Linked DNA regions of Mus musculus: region 2 is linked to region 1. The links are chromatin contacts, called in public HiChIP or PLAC-seq maps. All regions are on one chromosome and are shown on one strand. Each heading gives the region's core, a stretch centred on a gene start, on an enhancer-like site or on the middle of the called end of the contact. The rest is flanking DNA. Distances are from core to core; before and after follow the strand shown.

What was found. HiChIP or PLAC-seq counts read pairs in DNA pulled down with a chosen protein or histone mark.
Region 2: a FOXA1 HiChIP or PLAC-seq map of pancreatic cancer cells shows a contact between it and region 1. The contact joins two enhancer-like sites. A contact is called at or near these places in 1 of 115 datasets of contacts at active chromatin or transcription factors (pancreatic cancer cells) and 1 of 9 other capture datasets (embryonic stem cells).

The regions. Positions count from the first base shown.
Region 1 is chr1:181,622,520-181,625,219 of GRCm38.p6, reverse strand. Dnah14 (dynein, axonemal, heavy chain 14) reads right to left here. Exons shown (of 87, transcript NM_001377039.1): 18 at 2,183-2,527. The region is part of intron 2 of Gm33612 (a long non-coding RNA gene); the gene reads left to right. Among named protein-coding and RNA genes, the nearest start is that of Gm33612, 3.4 kb to the left of the region's middle. Within about 2 kb of position 1,434, at least 36 of the 459 cell types and tissues checked have an H3K27ac peak or open chromatin away from gene starts, as enhancers often do. A contact at or near this core is called in pancreatic cancer cells, where this site is marked.
Region 2 is chr1:182,381,821-182,384,520 of GRCm38.p6, reverse strand. No RefSeq gene overlaps it. Among named protein-coding and RNA genes, the nearest start is that of Trp53bp2, 26 kb to the left of the region's middle. Within about 2 kb of position 1,295, at least 52 of the 459 cell types and tissues checked have an H3K27ac peak or open chromatin away from gene starts, as enhancers often do. A contact at or near this core is called in pancreatic cancer cells, where this site is marked.

The DNA of each region.
Region 1 (2,700 bases), core at 185-2,684:
CTGATTGGCTGGCATTGGCTGGCACCACCAATCCTTGGTCTCTCAGGCAGTCCTAAATTAGGTACTCCTGTAGATGTTTTTTTGTGGCTACGTGGCCCCCGGTGTTTATATATAGGTGGCCCTCCCTACCGTCCCTGCTACAAGTCACTATGTGGGCACTACTACTTCCCACAAGAGAAATTAGTTCTAACTTGTGTAGGCGACAGCTCTGTTGCTGTTGCTGTTGCACGTGGGAGTCATGTGCAACTGAATCTAGCTACATTAACTCCTGCCTGCAATATCCTGCCTGTCAACTCCGCTTCCACGCCACTGGCGCTTCTCCTTTTGCAATTAACATCTTTCTTGAAAATTATTCCTGGCCCACTCAAGCTCTGTTCGCTACTTTGGATAAGGTTTGATGCAACATTAGACTTGGTATGTGTGAGAATGCTGCTATCCTCTCACAGTTATACTGCAGAGGCACAGTCGATGGGCAGCTTGTAACTTTGGGTTTAAGAAGTATTGGAAGTCTGGCTGGATAAAGAAAAAAAAATGATAGCTGTTATCATAAACTCTGGTCTTGAAACCTGTCTTGGGTACTATGGGAGGATGCTGGTACAGGCAACAGCTAGGATACTGGGATCCATATTTGTTCTACAAAGCAGACAAGCCATAGCCTAGTGAGTCTATGGGGAACAATGATGTCAGACAATGATGTGCGTTATAAAGCCAAAAAAAAAAAAAAAAAAAAAAAAAAAAAGAGATGGGCAGTGACATGGGGCGCAGTCTTCCACGTAGTTACAGAAAGTTCTAAAGGAAGTGATATTTAATAAAACACACATGTAAGTGCTGAGGAGGGACTGAGTTGGGTAAAGTACTTGCAAGTGTGAGGACCAAAGTTTGCATCTCCATAAACTACACAAGAGCATGCATGTCTATAATCCCAGGAGTCCTACGGCCAAATCAAGTGGAGAAGAATTTCTGGAAGCCCAAGGGCCTCTAATCTGGTTTATGTGATACAAACAAGAGACACTGTGTCAAACAACTCCTGAAGTTTGCCTTTTGACCTCCACATGTTATGGCAAATGTATGTGTCACATTCACATACAGAAATGCACTTATACACAGATAAAGACTAAACACAAAAACAAATGTAATCACAGTACTTTGGGATTTTCTGAGTATAATACTTATATGTATTTTTGATTGTATATCATCAAGTTATAATCTAATCTGAAATTTTCTTATGAAAAGGTGTACCTGCTTGTATTATGAATGCTAACTATGCTCCCCCAAAAAACTGTTTGCACGATAGGGTCTGCACATAGCTTCTGGGAACCTGCCCTCAGTTAGCTCTGACTGGTAAATAAAGAAAGCAGCAGCTGAGAGCTGGGGAGGACAGACAGAGGCGAGAGCTTGGCGTTTCCTGGGCTTGGGACGGGAGGAGAGGAAGGGGAGATGGCTTAGGAGAGTGTGGAGGGAGGAGAGACAGAGTCTGCCATGGGGTAGAGAAGCAAGGAGAGCACCCAGATGTCTAATTGGAGTGAAGAGTAACCAAGATGGAACATAAGAATTAATAAGTGGTAACTAGGAATTACTGGCAGAGGTAGGTTCTTGTTGGGGCCCCAGAAGCCTCTGGAATCTTGTTCCAGGGCCATTATCTAACACTCTTTTGCTTCTTCCACTATCTTGCTTCCGTTTTGTAATTGACTCAGGACATTTACAATGTGGGGCATTCCTTTCCCTTTACAATGAGGGCACTCCTTTCTGGACCTTTTACAATGGGGACATTCCTTTGACCTTAGTGTGTTACCTAGCACTGTGGTTTGGCCTGTGTACCTGAGCAAATTCTGTTTGCGGTTTTCAGCTTTAAAAAGCCCCCCATCTCCCCTGAGTAAACGAGGCTTGAACAGAATTTTTGTCTTGCATCCTTCTTTTGTGTCTTCTAATCCCAAAATTTGTTGTTGTAGCTCCCTTCCCTCGAGAATCCTGTTGTTTAAACAAGTCCTGCAGGTTGGGGCAGGTTCTCGCAGCGTGGAGGCCAGCTATTGTGCTGCTTAAGGCATATAAAAATATAAAGGCTGTGTATGTGTGTCTCACTTGGGAACATAAATGTTTGAGGTGGGAAGTGACCCCCCCCCCTTCAAGCTGGGATTCATTAATAATTAATTCAACAAAAAAGAGGAAAAAAATAAAGACTTACTTCTAATAGATTTGCACTTTTTTCCTCAATGGTACATTGTAACAGGTTGTAGCTCATTTGTATGATGCCATCAACATATGGTAAGCATGCTAATTGATAATCCAGACTATTCACATAAAAAATTCCAATACGTATCTCAATAGTCATGGTCACGATTTGCTTTAGGTAGCTTCTGAATTTATGTATTATTCTTTTAAACTCGATGGATGTCAAGTTCGTCATGAATGGCAGTTTTGTAGTCATGACTTTGGCCTTTTCTACTATGTAACAATATTTCAGAAACCTGCAGCTGTAGTCGCTAACCAAGCCCACTGAATTACCAATAATAGTCAGCAGAGTCACAATCTGTGAATGAAAACGTCAAGATGGTTAGCATGTTCCACCTGGAAATAGAAGCCTTACTAAAAGCTTTTATCTGCATTGTTGGGCAAGCTGATGGTTACTGTCAAATGATGGTCTTTGTACAATTCATTCTGTTTAGAACTGGAATTAAATATTGCCATATGTTGGAAACAAGA
Region 2 (2,700 bases), core at 46-2,545, 760 kb before region 1:
TTATACCCACATAGGCCTAATGGAGACTTGTGTTTGGTGGTCATAGACTCAGGTCCTTGTACTGGCTGGTCTTGTGTGTCAACTTGACACAGGCTGGAGTTATCACAGAGAAAGGACCTTCCGTTGAGACAACGCCTCCATGAGATCCAGCTGTAAGGCATTTTCTCAATTAGTGATCAAGGGTGGGAGGGCTCATTGAGGGTGGTGCCATCTCTGGGCTGGTAGTCTTGGTTCTATAAGAGAGCAAGCTGAGCAAGCCAGGGAAAGCAAGCCAGTAGTTAACACCCCTCCATGGCCTCTGCATCAGCTCCTGCTTCCTGACCTGCTTAAGTTCCAGTCCTGACTTCCTTCAGTGATGAACAGCAGTGTGGAAGTGTAAGCTGAATAAACCCTTTCCTCCCCAACTTGCTTCTTGGTCATGATGTTCATGCAGGAATAGAAACCCTGACTAAGACAGTCCTCTACCCAGAGGCATCCATGTCCCATGACTGGTGACATTGCTCACAGCTAATGTGTTCAGTCTACTAGAACTAAAGCCAACCTCCCTGTCTTGTAGGAATGTGCATGGCCTACCCTATACTCCCTTCTGCACAACAGCAACAAGAGCACAGAGCCATGTTTTCTGCATTCGCAGTGGTGCTACAGTCTTAGGATAAAATGCATAGCATCAAAGTGAAAACACATTCAGGACCCAAGACTCCAAAAGGCAGAGCTGAAAAAGGGGGCCTCAAGACTTGTCAGAGCTGCTAGCCCTCTGAAAACTAGCAAGGCCACTCAGTCTTCCAAGTAGCACCGGCTTCGGTTACTGGCCGCTTGGGAATTATCAAACACGTGCATAATATCATTTTATGTTAATAATAAATTCTCACAGTTCCATGAAGTAGTTTTATGTCCATTTTACAGAGGGGGAGGAAAACCCCAAAGTCTTACAAAGCAAAGTAACCTGAGCTAAGTAAATGGAAAATGGAGGAGCTGTAATTAAAACCCAGTCTGATTAACTGCAAATCCCACTGTCCCCTACTGTTTAATCCTGACCTACTTGGGGGCTCACAGCTGAAGAACAATGGGCATCAGAGCCCAGGGCAGCATTCTTCCCTCTCGGTCAACAGACCTATTCTCCTACCCTCATGATAGCATGGGGGCTCTATGCTTGTTTACGGGAAGAACAGCCATGAGGTTTGCTGCAACCCTTGTGGATCAATACCAAGATAATTATAAAACGAGAGCACGAAGTGTGACGCTGCCGCCCAGCTCCACCCAGTATTACGTTTCCTAAGATGACTCATCCTGCCTGGTCCACACCCTGTGCCAACCTAACAACAACCCTGAAGGCTTCATTTGCCCTGAGTGGTGTCTGCTTCCACCCTCTGGGATTTCGACTTGAAAGACCGCCTGCCTCACTGTCCTCAAGTCACAAGCTCAGTCTCTGGTGCTTGTAAGGATTTGAAAGGAGAGCTCTGCTGTGTGGCTTATATAAAGTTTTGTAAGAACACACACACAAACACACACACAGACACATATATGCATCTGCACATGTGCACACACACACAGGCACACATACACAGGAACAGGCCCACACCCGAAACCTGGCATGATGGGAAAGAAGTTTCAGAAGCTAACAGCTGATGATTCACATTGGAAGCCGTGATCAAGGGAATATCCCAACCCATTCCATGTTCCTTCTGTGAAAAGAGAAATTGGAAAACGGCAGAACGGAACATGTGGTGTGCTACAGGAGTCTACAGCTCCAGAATGTTCCATCCATATAACTTCCCCTGTTATACTGAAGCTGCAGGTAACAGCCAGGGCCATGGAGAAAAGGGATCTGGTTGATTTCCCAACATGATAAGTGCCTGACTAGCCAACTTGAAAAATCTCAAAGCAGAAGCCCTTGAATTGATCACGAGAAGCAGCTGAGACAATGATCTGCTCCTCCAATCCTGAACATTTTGACTCTGTCATCTGCCAGGCTAACAGAAATCGTCGTCTTTGATTGTGACATTGATCAGTGATGGCAAAGCCATGGGAAGGAAGAATGTGTCTGTTGTGACTTTCCCTGGGACGACGTGAACGAATCTCTGTGGTAGGGCATGGGTAACAGACTGAAGACGCAATTCCTCCCAAGTCTAGGTGGATCATTGAGCTTACAGGGGTCACTCACAAGAGTATGGGTGACTTAAGGTAGCCACTGTGAGCTGCATCTCCGGACCTTCCTGCCCACCTTGCAGGTACTTCCATTGCCACAGATCCCTCGCCCTGAGACCGTCCTCTGCTTTTACAGACTCAGGGCAGAGGACTTCTAGAAAGTCTCCTTAGCTTTCTGAATCTTAGCTCCTTCTTCTCTTCTTCCCTCCAAAATGAAGTGTTTCGGTTTGGCAAAAAGGGACACAAGTGTCAGAGGTCTGTGCTGGGTTGGGAGATTGGTGCAAGGAGACAAAAGCGGCCCATATCCTGTAGCCCCATCCAAGACCCAAGAGCTTCCCTCAGCTCATCAGAAAGCGTAGCCATTGAAGAAGCATTTTCTGACAAAAAGAGCGTCTTCATTGGGCTTCATAGGAACTTGGGTGACGTCTACTGCCTGTCATGGTGCTCTCTCCATCAGGGTACTGTGTTTAGGGAAGAGATTTCTGACTGCCAGAATGATTAGACCAGTCAGCCTTCACTCTAGAAATGTTGGCGGTATATCTCCAAGGGACGTGG